2 separate regions of the Mus musculus genome follow, and region 2 is linked to region 1. A link is a contact called in public HiChIP or PLAC-seq data. All regions are on one chromosome and are shown on one strand. Each heading gives the region's core, a stretch centred on a gene start, on an enhancer-like site or on the middle of the called end of the contact. The rest is flanking DNA. Distances are from core to core; before and after follow the strand shown. Region 1 has its middle 12 kb from the start of Cyb5r2. Region 2 holds the start of Eif3f (eukaryotic translation initiation factor 3, subunit F).

What was found. HiChIP or PLAC-seq counts read pairs in DNA pulled down with a chosen protein or histone mark.
Region 2: a contact with region 1 is called in an H3K4me3 HiChIP or PLAC-seq map of embryonic stem cells, with 14 times the contacts expected there. The contact joins the promoter of Eif3f here to the enhancer-like site in region 1. A contact is called at or near these places in 5 of 39 promoter capture datasets (cranial neural crest, embryonic stem cells, frontonasal cranial neural crest and 2 more), 5 of 115 datasets of contacts at active chromatin or transcription factors (embryonic stem cells, pro-B cells and stem cell-derived neural progenitor cells) and 1 of 9 other capture datasets (embryonic stem cells).

Annotation. Positions count from the first base shown.
Region 1 is chr7:107,767,216-107,772,998 of GRCm38.p6, forward strand. No RefSeq gene overlaps it. Among named protein-coding and RNA genes, the nearest start is that of Cyb5r2, 12 kb to the left of the region's middle. Within about 2 kb of position 3,971, at least 8 of the 459 cell types and tissues checked have an H3K27ac peak or open chromatin away from gene starts, as enhancers often do. A contact at or near this core is called in embryonic stem cells, where this site is marked.
Region 2 is chr7:108,930,649-108,936,918 of GRCm38.p6, forward strand. It overlaps Eif3f (eukaryotic translation initiation factor 3, subunit F), which reads left to right and starts at 3,767. Exons shown (of 8, transcript NM_025344.2): 1 at 3,767-4,159. The coding sequence starts at 3,784.

The sequences.
Region 1 (5,783 bases), core at 2,721-5,220:
AATACAATGATTTTTTTTTTTTTACAAAAAACCTACTTTTAGTTTCATAGATTCTTTGTATCTGTGTCTATTTTATTGATTTCAGCCCTAGTTTGATTATTTCTTGCCATCTACTTGTTTTGGGTGTGATATTTTTCTCTTTATTCTGGAGGTTTCAGGTAGGCTGCTAAGTTACTCACTTGAGATCTCTCCAGTTTTTTGTTTGTTTGTTTTGTTTTGGTTTTTAATGTAAGCATTTAGTGTTATGAACTTGCCTCTTAGATCCACCTTCATTGTGGTCCCATACATTTGGGAACATTTAGTATTCACTTTCATTCAATTCTAGACCCTCTTTGACTTATTTTCTAATTTCTGTCTTGACCCCCCCCCACCCTTTTTTTTTGGTTAGTAGAGAGTTGTTCACTCTCTTTGAGTTTGTAAGCTTTCTGTCATTTTTGTTATTGTTGATGTCCAGCTTTAATTCGTGGGGGTCAGATAAGATGTAGGATGTTGTCCTAATTAGGGTTTTATTGCTATGAAGAGATACCATGATCAAGGCAACTCTTATAAAGGAAAACATTTAATTGGCGCTGGCTTACTGTTTCAGAGGTTCAGTTCATTTTCATCATAGTGGGAAGCATGGCAGTGCCCAGGAAGACACAGTGCTGGAGAAGGAGCTGAGAATTATAGATCATGATCTATAGGCAACAGAAGGGGCCAGTGTGCCATACTGAGCATAGCTTGAGTATATATCACCTCAAAACCTGCCTCCACAGAGACACACCTCCTTTAAGGCTGATATCTCCTAATAGTACTACTCCTAAGACCAAGCATTCAAACACAGGACTCTGTGGGGGCCATATCTATTCAAACCACCACAAATATTATTTCAGGTTTCTTGTGTTTATTGAGACTTGCTTTGTGCCTAATTATGTGGTAAAGTTTGAAGAAAGTTCTATGAGGTGTTAAGAAGAAGGTATACATTTTTGGGTTCGGGTGAAATGTTCTGTAACTATCTGTTAAGTCCTTTGCTTTATAACTTAGCTCCAGCACTTCTCTGCTTAGTTTTTGTATGGTGATCTGTCTATTAGTGAAAGTTTGTGGATGTGTGTGTGTGTGTGTGTGTGTGTGTGTTTCTTTCCTTATTTTGACTTTGCTGGTATGAGATTATTTATTCTTTGTGTTTTTATGGTTGTAGTTAACCTGATAAGATTGGAGTTTTCCTTCTAGTACCTTCAATAGGGCTGCATTTGTAAATGATATTGTTTAATTTTAGGTCGATCATGGAATGTCTTATTTTTACCATCTATGATGACTGAAGTTTTTCTGAGCATAGCAGTCTGGGCTGGAATCTGTGGTTTCAGATTCTGCAGCACATCTGTCCAGGCCCTTCTGTCTTTTAGAGTTTCCATTGAGAAGTCAAGATGTAATTCTAATAGGTCTGCCTTTATATGTTATATATATGATCTTTTTCCTTTGCAGGTTTTTAATATTCTTTCTTTGTTCTACACATTTAGTGTTTTGATCGTTATGTGCTGAGGGATCTTTCTTTTCTGGTACAATTTATTTGGTGTTCTGTATACCTCTTGTACATGTATAGGCCATGCCTACCTTAGGTTAGGGAAATTTTTTTCTATGATTTTGTTGAATATATTTTCTGGGCCTTTGAGTTGAGAATCTTGTCCTTTCTCTATTCTATTATTTCTTAGTATCCCAGATTTCCTGGATTTTTCCCCAGGAGACTTTTAGATTTAGCGTTATCTTGACTGATCTTCTATCTGATTTTCTTCTATCTGCTTCTTCTGAGATCATCTCTTCCATTGCTTGTATTCTGTTGGCAAAGCCTGCCTCTGTGTTTCCTGTTCAAATTCCTAAATTTTTCATTTCTGCTTTTTCCTAAGTTTGTGTTCCTTATTGATCCTATTTCCATTCTCAGGTCTTGAACTGTTTTATTCATTTCCTTCCATGGTTTGTGGGCTCATAAAGTGGTGCTTTTTATCTATTGTAATAATAACCTAAAAAGGCTTCAGGTAAGTATTTGGCTAGAAAAGAGCAGAGCAGGTGATCCAGTAACAGGAAGAAAAACAGAAGAAAGGGTGTACACTTCCTATTGTTTCTGTCTCTTTCACCATGTCAAACCCCCAACTTGTTTTTAACAAAGCCTAGGCTGTACAACACTGAAATCTCAACCCACATGACTCAATTATGGTCCTTTTCCCCAAAGCATCATTTAGCATCTGTCTCTGGGTACCATTATGTAACCATCCTTTCAGGAACAAAGCTTGGGAAAAAGACATAGTTCTGATGGTTCTGACAACTTGTCAGATCATCTTGCAGGAAAAACTGGAACTAAGACAATGACATGCCTGTGCCACACCTTGACCAAGTCTGCTTTAGTTACACATACCTCTTGTCTTCTTTTTTAATGTTAGCCTCATGTCAGGAGCCTGAACCAAAGATGGGCCTCACAGTTTGTCTTCCTGGTGTGGCCACATTCATTACTAATGGTTTCTTCAATTGGTCTGTTGAAGGTGGGTAGTTAAGCCTAGGTTGTTAAAGCTGAGAACACCCAGGCTCTGATCCTAAGAACTCTGATACAAAGCCATCAGATGAAAATCAAAGTCAACTCCAGTCAGAAAAGCAGGTAGGCTAAGTTCAGACCTTCACCTCTCCCTCTGCTCCTCCAAATCAAATCCCCCATTCTCATTCCCAGCTCTACAATGGGACACCTACTGCAGCCTCCTTTCTCCTTCTGCCCCCATGTCCAGTGTATCCCACAGATCTTCCCTCCTAACCACTCTCCCCCCATGCATTGCTTTATCCAAATACCCAACTCCAGTAGGCACTCCTTGCCAACACTGGCTACTCCTGCCAGAGAAACTGTTAGGCTAACTGCAGATCCTCACATCTCGCTCCATTTCTCCAAGTCCAATTCCCCATCTCTACATCAGAATTCCTATAACAATCTTCCCCCACCTCATCTCTAGTGGATCCCACAGATCTTCCTCTCCTAACCTTCCTCCCCAACTCTTTGCTTTATCCCATCCCACAACTCCAGCAGGCGTTCCCTGAAGACACATTGGCAGCTCCTGCCAGGGAAGCAGGTATAAAAACTTCATACTCTCACCTCTCTCTTCATTCCTCCAAAGCAATTCCCCTTGTCTCATCCTCTACAACAGAACATCTGCTTTGGCCTCCCTTTCCTCTGCGCCACCCCAGCTGGTCCCACAGAGCTTTCTCATTTAATCTCTCACTCCCCTTGTATTACTTTATCCCAGCTTCCAAATCCTTGATTTCTGTTTCTTCTCTGGAGTTTAGAAGACAATTATGGTTGTGTGTTGCACATAGGGAAATATTCTCTTGACAGTTGTGACCATTGGGAGTTCCAGGTTAAATGCATTTATGGGTATTGGGACCTGAGACTTAGATATGGGGATGGCCTGAGCATGGTTAAGGGGCTTTGTAAGAGGGAGGAATTTGTTGTTTCATCAGGATCTGCTTAGCCAGTACTCTGGGAATGGGGGGTGGGGGAGGGTAGGGAATGCTGAAAGTGCATAGTGGAAAGTCTATTAAAGAGCTGGAATGATACTGGGGCGTTGGACTTGGAGGAGGAAGGGAGGGGGAGATGAGAATCTGCAGTCACCCTGAACACGAGTCTGTAGAGTATCACGTGCACTTATACCATGGCGAGAGACAAGTTCTTCCCTCAGGGTAGAAGTCTCCAAGATTTCTGTTGAAAACTGTGGAGAGAAAGGTTAGGGCTCCTTTGGTGGACACGGTGGGAAGGAAGACCAATGACTCAGCAAACACATTCTTTTCGTCTTGTTGCCATGGAGATACAGGCTGAAATGTTCACAAGGGCATGAATGCACGTGGAAATATATGGATGTTAGTCTGTCCTCAGCCTGGGATCTAGGTGATTGTCCCTTAAGTGGTGTGGTAAGCCAGGCATGGTAGCTTATGCATGTGATACCAGCATTCATTAGGTGGAGGCAGAAGAATTTCAAGACAAGGCCAGGTTGGAGCACATAGTGAGTTTTAGGACAGCCTATGTTACATAATAAGACCCTGCTTCAAGAAAACCAAAACAAGGGTGGGTGAGATGGCTCAGTGGTGAAAGATGTTGGCTACCAGGCCAGGTAACCTGAGTATAATCCCTGGGATCCGCATGGTAAAAGAAGAGAATCGAATCCTACAAGTTTTTCTCTGATGGTGATATATGCCAGGGCACACGTTTTTCTCTCTTATACTCTGTCTCTGTGTTGTTCTCTCTCTCTTTCATATGCATGCATCTGCATGCACACAGAAACACAAACGTGGTGGATAGCTCTGGGGCTAATTATATTTGATGTTAATTCCATTCTCCTGTGAGTGGCTTTGAACAAGGAATGAGTCACCACTCAGGTGATTTCCTGTAAACCTGCTTCCCACCTTAATTTGTAAAATAAAGGAGAGCTGAGGATTGGGTAGATAGAAGGGAAGGTGGGGCAGAAGGTGAGAGGGAGAGAAGAAGGAGAAAATGGAAAAGAGAGAGGACACAGAGGAAGAGGAAGAAGAAGAAAAGCAGAGCAGAAGCACGTGGCCTGGAGAAACTGCAAGTTCTAAGGGTTCTCATAGATGCGGAAGATGGTAGTATAGCTATACATCTGCCCAATCAAGGCACACAGCATGTATTCATATAAACTGTGTTGTGTTTTCATTGCTGGGGCATAATTAGGTTGGAGAGATTTACTGCAACACAAACTAGGTAAACAAATGTAATAAAAATTAAAACAAACAAACAAAAATTAAAATCAAAACTGAAGACAAAATGGTACGGTATATCTAGGAGACTGAGGGGGTTGTACACTTGGCAGAAATACTTATGTCAGAGCTTCCTGATTGCAAACAGGACCAGGCAAGCTTTTCTAATGATTCTGGGGTTTGTGGGTCTTCAACCTTGATATATAACGTATAGACTGAATATTGTGATATATTTTATCTGCTAACTTAGCTCCTTAATCTGTATGTTAATTATTGTGGTAAGGACTGAGGAGAGATGAATAATGTGGGGTATATTGATTAGACCTCACTTTCCCAAGTAAGATGAGATCCTCAGAGTCTGTGAAGCTGTCCATCTTGGTCCTTGTTCTATACATGGCCAATACTAATGCAGAAGCAAGAGGAAAACCGAAGTCCTGAAATTAGAAATGGAGGACATGCCTCTTATTTCACACCAGAAGCAGCGTTTCTAAACATCAAGACAAAGCTTTTTACACAGGAACATTCATTTACTTCTTAAGAGAATTTTCTTTAAATGACTTAGAATGTTCTCTACAGATACAGAACTTTTTTTTTTTTTTTTTTTTGAGATAGGGGTCTCTGTGTAGCCTTGTCTAGCCTGAACCACCTACATCTTCCTTCCAAATGATGGGATCAAACAACACCACACTTGGCAAGATGATTCTTAGTCATCACAGCCAGTCTATCCGGAAAAGACCTTTTCAAGCTACCAGATGACTTTTCCTTGCCCCCAGAAGTGTTGGGAGAGAGCAGAAATACCAGGTTTTCTAGTAGATACTTACTTCAAAAGTGAAGCCATCACCTACTTCTCTTCATACTATCCCTGTGGTGAAGGGAATACAATACCTCAGTGTGCTTTAGAGGTAAAAATGGGATTTTTGAGCCATTATAGCTTGTTAGACTTCTCATCTACTTAAAGAATTCCTGTTATTAAAGTAAAAGTAGTTCCTTTTAAAATTTGAGGTCAGCCTGGTCTACGTAGTGAGTTCCAGGTCAGCAGATTTGTTACCTTGCACAAAGCT
Region 2 (6,270 bases), core at 2,517-5,016, 1.2 Mb after region 1:
CTGGTCTGGTCTGGTCTGGTTTGGCTTTATTTTTTTTTCAGGTATGACTTTTCAAACACACTTCCCAGGACAACTAGAAAATGATATGTGATGGGGTTTATTTTGTCCACACATCACTGAGAGTTTCTGTGAGGCTGTCCTTGGAATGAGACATTTGAGTCAGTAGCTGACAAAAGCAAACTGTGCTTCCTAATGTGGGTGTCCCTCATCCCATCAGATGAGGCCTGAACAAAAGAAAAAGCCTGGCCCTCTCATGACTAAGAAGGGTCTCCTCTTCCCATAGGCAAACACCAATCCCTGACACTATTAATGATACTCTGTTATGCTTGCAGAATGGCTGTCCTCTGAGATGCTCCACCCAGCAGCTGACTTAGACAGATAAAGACAAACAGTGGACGGAGATTGAGGATTCTAATGGAAGAATAAGAATGATTGCAGGATCCTAAGGGGATAGGAACTCTACAGGAAGACCAACAGAATCAACTATCTTAGACCCTTGGAGCTCTCAGAGTCTGAACCACCAACCAAAGAACATACTCGGGCTGGAACTAGGCTTCCCACACATATGTAGCCGATGTGCAGCTTGGTCTTCATGTGGGTTCCAAACAATTGGAGTGGGAGCTATCCCAACAGCTGTTATCTGTATATGGGATATGTTCTAGCTGAGCTGCCTTGTCTGGCCTCAGTGGGAGAGGAAGTGCCTAGCCTTGCAGAGACTTGAAGTGCCAGGATGGGGGCATATCCAGAGAAGAAGAGGGAGAAAATGGAGGAATGATTGCAGGAAGAGGTGACTTGGAGGGGGCAGTGAGCAAGATGTAAAGTGAATAAATAAACACATACATACATACATACATACATACATACATACATACATTTTTTAAAGGAGGTCTCTTCTTACTGTTTATAGACCATGTTTCCCTCATTTGAGGATCCTAGAATTTTATTTTTATATATAACATAACCCACACGTAGCACATACATATATAACATGAAAGTGGAAAGAAGACTAGGGGAAGAAAAAGACTAATGGAGGAGGATTAAAGAGAGGAATAGGTTGGGGTTGGTGAGGTGGCTCAGTGATTAAGAGCACTGGCTACTCTTCCAGAGGTCCTGAGTTCAATTCCCAGCAGTCACATGGTGGCTCACAACCATCTGTAATGGGATCTCATGCCTTCTTCTGGTGCATCTGAAAACAGTGTACTCATGTACATTCAATAAATAAATAAATAAATAAATAATCTTTAAAGAGAGAGAGAGAATCGGTGGGAATATCCACCTGAGTACAAAGAATCTATGCCAACAAGAAAGCTTTTTAAAGGAGCTAAGGAGATAGTTCAGCAGGGAAGAGCACTTGCTATGCAAGCATGAGGACCTGAGTTATAATCCCAGCACCCACATAAATCCAGGAGTGGTAGCTCGTGAGCCTGCAACCCCAGCATTGTAGATGGTGAGACAGAGGATGCTGGGGTTTGCTGACTACCAGCCTAGCGCCAGGCTCAGTGAGAGACACAGTCTTAAGGGAATAGGGAAGAGGGTGATAGAGCAGGACACCCAATGTCCTTCATGTCTGGCACACACACACACACACACACACACACACACCTATGCATATAGTACACACACATGAAAACTTTAATAAAAGAAAAAGGATGCTGGACAGTGGTGGCACACACCTTTAATCCCAGCATTCAGGGAGGCAGAGCCAAGTGGATCTCTAAGTTCCAGGACAGTCAGGGCCACACAGAGAAACCTTGTTTTGAAAAGAGAAAGTAAAAAGAGCTTCCTACACTACTAACTCTGCGAAGCATCATGAGTTACCTCTGGCCTTCTGAATAAAACTAAAACATTGGTTCATGAGGTTTGAGCCTGCTGGCTTTCAATATCAAACCAATACCTCCAGCTTGCTGCCTGAAGATCATAAAACACTCATTTCCTTTATAAAAACAAACGTATTTTGAAGATTTTATTTTCTTAATTGTGTATGCATGTGTCTGTGACTGGGTATGTATGTACATGTGAGTGCAATGCCTGTGGAGGCCAGAAGAGGACATAGGTTTCTCTGGAACTAGAGTTGTGTGTAGCTGTGAGCCACCAACCAACCCTTCCCCTTGCTGGAACCTCAATGCAGATTTTCTGCAACAACAGAGAATCTCTGTGTGTCTCTCTGTCTCTCTCTCTCTCTGTGTCTCTGTGTGTGTGTGTGTGTGTGTGTGTGTGTGTGTGTGTGTGTGTGTTTCTCTCTCACTGAACTATCTTTCTACTGCCCAAATTTTTTTATAGCATAGGAGTCTTTTTAAAAAGATTTATCTGCCGGGCATGGTGGCGCACGCCTTTAATCCCAGCACTCGGGAGGCAGAGGCAGGCGGATTTCTGAGTTCGAGGCCAGCCTGGTCTACAAAGTGAGTTCCAGGACAGCCAGGGCTATACAGAGAAACCCTGTCTCAAAAAACCAAAAAATAAAAATAAAAAATGAAAATATTTATTTATCTATTACACACACACACACACTGTCCCTATCTTCAGACACACCAGAAGGAGGCATCAGATCCTATTACAAATGATTGTAAGCCACTGTGTAGTTGCTGGGAATTGAACTTAGGACCTTTGGAAGAGGTTATTGCAGAGAATCTGCGTTGAGGTTCTAGCAAGGGGAAGGGGTTGGTTGGTGGCTTACAGCTACTCACAACTCTAGTTGTGTTCCTAACCGCTGAGCCATCTCTCCAGTACCAGCATAGGAGTCTTCATAATTAGCTCCTGGCCCTGCTTAGAGATCTATCCTTTCTTTTGATAATGCCATTTAACCACCAAATTCTTTCTTTAAATGTACTAGTCTTGCTCTCATTCACCTTAAGCCCTCTACATGAACTGTTCACTCCACCAGAAGAGCTCTCCCTACAAAACCCCAAATAATAGTTGGCTGCCTGAATTCTTCAAGTTTCCACTCCAACTTGATACCCTCATTGTATCCTACTCTAACCCTTCATAATCTTTCATGCTCTCATAACCTCCACTGATCATTTCTTTCTCATAGCACAGTCAAATAGTAATAATAATTTACTGTGTATCGAAGCACTTTCTAACCTAATGTAGGATTTAGTCCTTTTCTCTCCCCCAAAGAGAATGCAACCCTTTGCTATTTAGTTCACTTATATACCCTAGCATATAAGAGAGAGTCTGGTGCATATTAAGCATTTAAATTGTTGAATGAATATGCCTCCCTAATGATGCCTTATGAAGCCATCACAAATAAAGCACTATTGGTCAGGCATGATGATTCCTGCCTATAGTCCTAGCATTCGGGAAGCAGAGGCAGGAAAGTTGAGGTAAGTTCCAGGCCAACCTAACCTATATGGCTAGGCGTGGAATGCAAAGTAGATCCTGAGTCCAAATTTTAATTCATTGATTAATAAGTTAAATGGATGTAACAGTGAATCCCCTGTAAGACTGATATTTAATATCCATTTAAGTCTTAAACAATTGCGACCTTTACACTACTCTGTGCCGCCACCTGGTGGCAACTGTGTAGATTGCTAGTTGCTTCCTCCCCATTCCCACCCCAGGAAGTCCTAAAGTTACTAGGAACTACTCTGGACTCCTACACACTGAGTGCGCATCGGACAGAAATTAAAGCGCACACCGCGCACTAAAACTTACAACTAGCCGGAAATTTCATGTCCAATAGTCATCAAGATATGATTCACGTGGTATAAATTTAGCCAATCAAATTTCTAATTCCTCCAACTCACGCTCTTCTGTTCTAGGCTCTCTCTCTTTCTCGGCAAGATGGCTTCTCCGGCCGTACCGGCTAATGTCCCTCCTGCCACTGCAGCCGCAGCCCCGGCGCCGGTCGTCACCGCAGCCCCGGCTTCAGCCCCGACCCCATCCACGCCAGCTCCGACACCGGCTGCGACTCCCGCTGCGTCCCCGGCGCCCGTCTCGTCTGATCCTGCTGTAGCTGCGCCTGCAGCCCCGGGCCAGACCCCAGCCTCCGCGCCAGCCCCAGCGCAGACGCCGGCGCCTTCGCAGCCCGGGCCCGCCCTCCCGGGGCCTTTCCCGGGCGGCCGCGTGGTCAGGCTACACCCCGTCATTTTGGCCTCGATCGTGGACAGCTACGAACGCCGCAACGAGGGAGCTGCCCGAGTTATTGGAACCCTGTTGGGTGAGTTCTGGGGAAATTAATGTTTTCTTCCTGTGCATCTTACTATTCCTCTCGTTCCATCGCCCCTGAACTCTTAGCCTGTTTCTCTTTTTGCACCTTCCTACTGTGGCTTGCCTTCCCGAGTGATCTGAATTCAGCCGAATTGCCGTTAAGCCACAGAAATGTGCAAGGAGTAGGTATAAGCTATTGCGTAGTTTGTGATACTTGATCTACATGTTATTTTATACTCCCAACAACGTGGTACTGAGAGGGCATGCTGCCAAAAATGAAAGCTCAAATGACAGCAAGTTCAAAGCCCTTGACCCGTTAAACAGAGTACCCACATGCCCTCTCTTATGCAGTGACCTACCACCACCCCAGCACAAACAGAAAGTGCCCACCACCCATGTTAGGGAAGAGGATGTGTCAGAAGCTTCCTCCAACTCAAATAAACCAGGTATATTTGTAACATATTCTGGATATATAATATCTAGCTTTCCTAAACTTTTCAGACAGGCACGTGTCCCAAGGTTTTCCTACATACTGGTTCATAAACCCTAGATATGCTCAGCTCCAAGTTCTACCCCCACCCCCAACCCCCACCTCACTCCTCTGATTTTTCATTTGGACACAGACTGTTGTTGTATTATGTGTCCGTCGCTAACCTTCAAGATGAAGAGAAGCCAACTATCTGAAGAGGTTGGCATCCCAGGCTTACGGGAGGGTGGCAGGAAGTGAAGCCCTCAGTGGTTTGGTCACCTGCCTGTGGGGCAGGACTCACAGGGAGCTGAGAAGACTCCTCCAGGCTGGTCTCTGCAGAGGCCCATGACCAGCACTCATTCCAGAGCCGAGGCAGGGGAAACTAGAGAACATGCCTGCTTTGTGGAAAGTAGTAGACCTGAGTTGGGCCTGGACAGCAGATTGAGGGCTGAAGCAGAGCACCTGCAAAGGGGAGGCAGAGAGAGGCAGAGAGTGGACGCAAGGAAATAGAGCTCGCAGGTCAAGGCGTGACAGAACTGCAGCATGAGAGGGGTTTGGGTGAGTTCTAGAGCTGCCGTTGTGCATACAAGAAGAAAGGACAGAGTGTGGCTTGGGCTTGGTATTCCTTGTGAGGTGCCCCTGAGTGTACCAGTGGGTTGGTCAAGTAGAAAATTGAGTAAGCAGGGCTGCCAGGGCGCTTCACTGCCTGCCCGTGCTTCACTTCCCAGAGCCCACATGATGGAAGGAGAAAACCTGCAGACGGTCCTCTGACTTCCATGGGCAAGCAGTTGCACATCCATAATTAATCAGTATAAAAGAAAGGCAAATTTTAACAGTACGTGTGAAGATGCAAATGTAAAGAGGTGTGGGCAAGTATGCCCTAGCCCCCAGAAGATAAGTAACTGAAATAAAGAGGTAGATGTACTCACCTACCACAGGGATTGGTAGCTGTGTTTTTAAAAAAAGTCAGGGAATATTTTCAGCTTTGTGTGCAGTCTGTCACAGCTACTCAACTCTGCCCTTGTAGCAGGAAAAGAGCCATAAATAATGCAAAAGAGATTGGGCACATAAACATGAACTGAAGTGTTTCTGGGCCAGTACTTGACCTAGAAAAGAAGCATAGAACAAAAACTGGGAACACTAACAATGCTGAAACCCTGAGGTGTCAGAGGAGCTAACAGATTAGGAAGAGAAGGGGAAAAGCTAGAAGAGACTGGTATCTTGGAGGCCCTAGGAGAAAAGGCTCTGAAATGGGGGAAGCAGTCACAGTGGTCAAAGTTGGTGAGTGTTCAGATGACAGAAGGTATACCTGTGGGTTAAGAACCTTGTCTTAGGGTTCCATTGCTGTGAACAGACACCATGACCAAGGCAGCATTTCACTGTGGCTGCTTACTGGTTCTGAGGTTCAGTCCATTATCATCAAGGTGGGAAGCATGGCAGCATCCAGGCGGGCATGGCACTGGAGAAGGAGCTGAGAGTTCCATGTCTTATTCAAGGGAACCCAGAAGAAGACTGGGCTTCGTCCCACCCGGCTAGAAGGAGGGTCTCAAAGCCCACTCCCACAGTGGCACACCTAGTCCAACAAGGCCATACCTCCTGTTAGCACCACTCTCTGGGCCAAGCATATTCAAACCACCACATAGTTCAGAAAA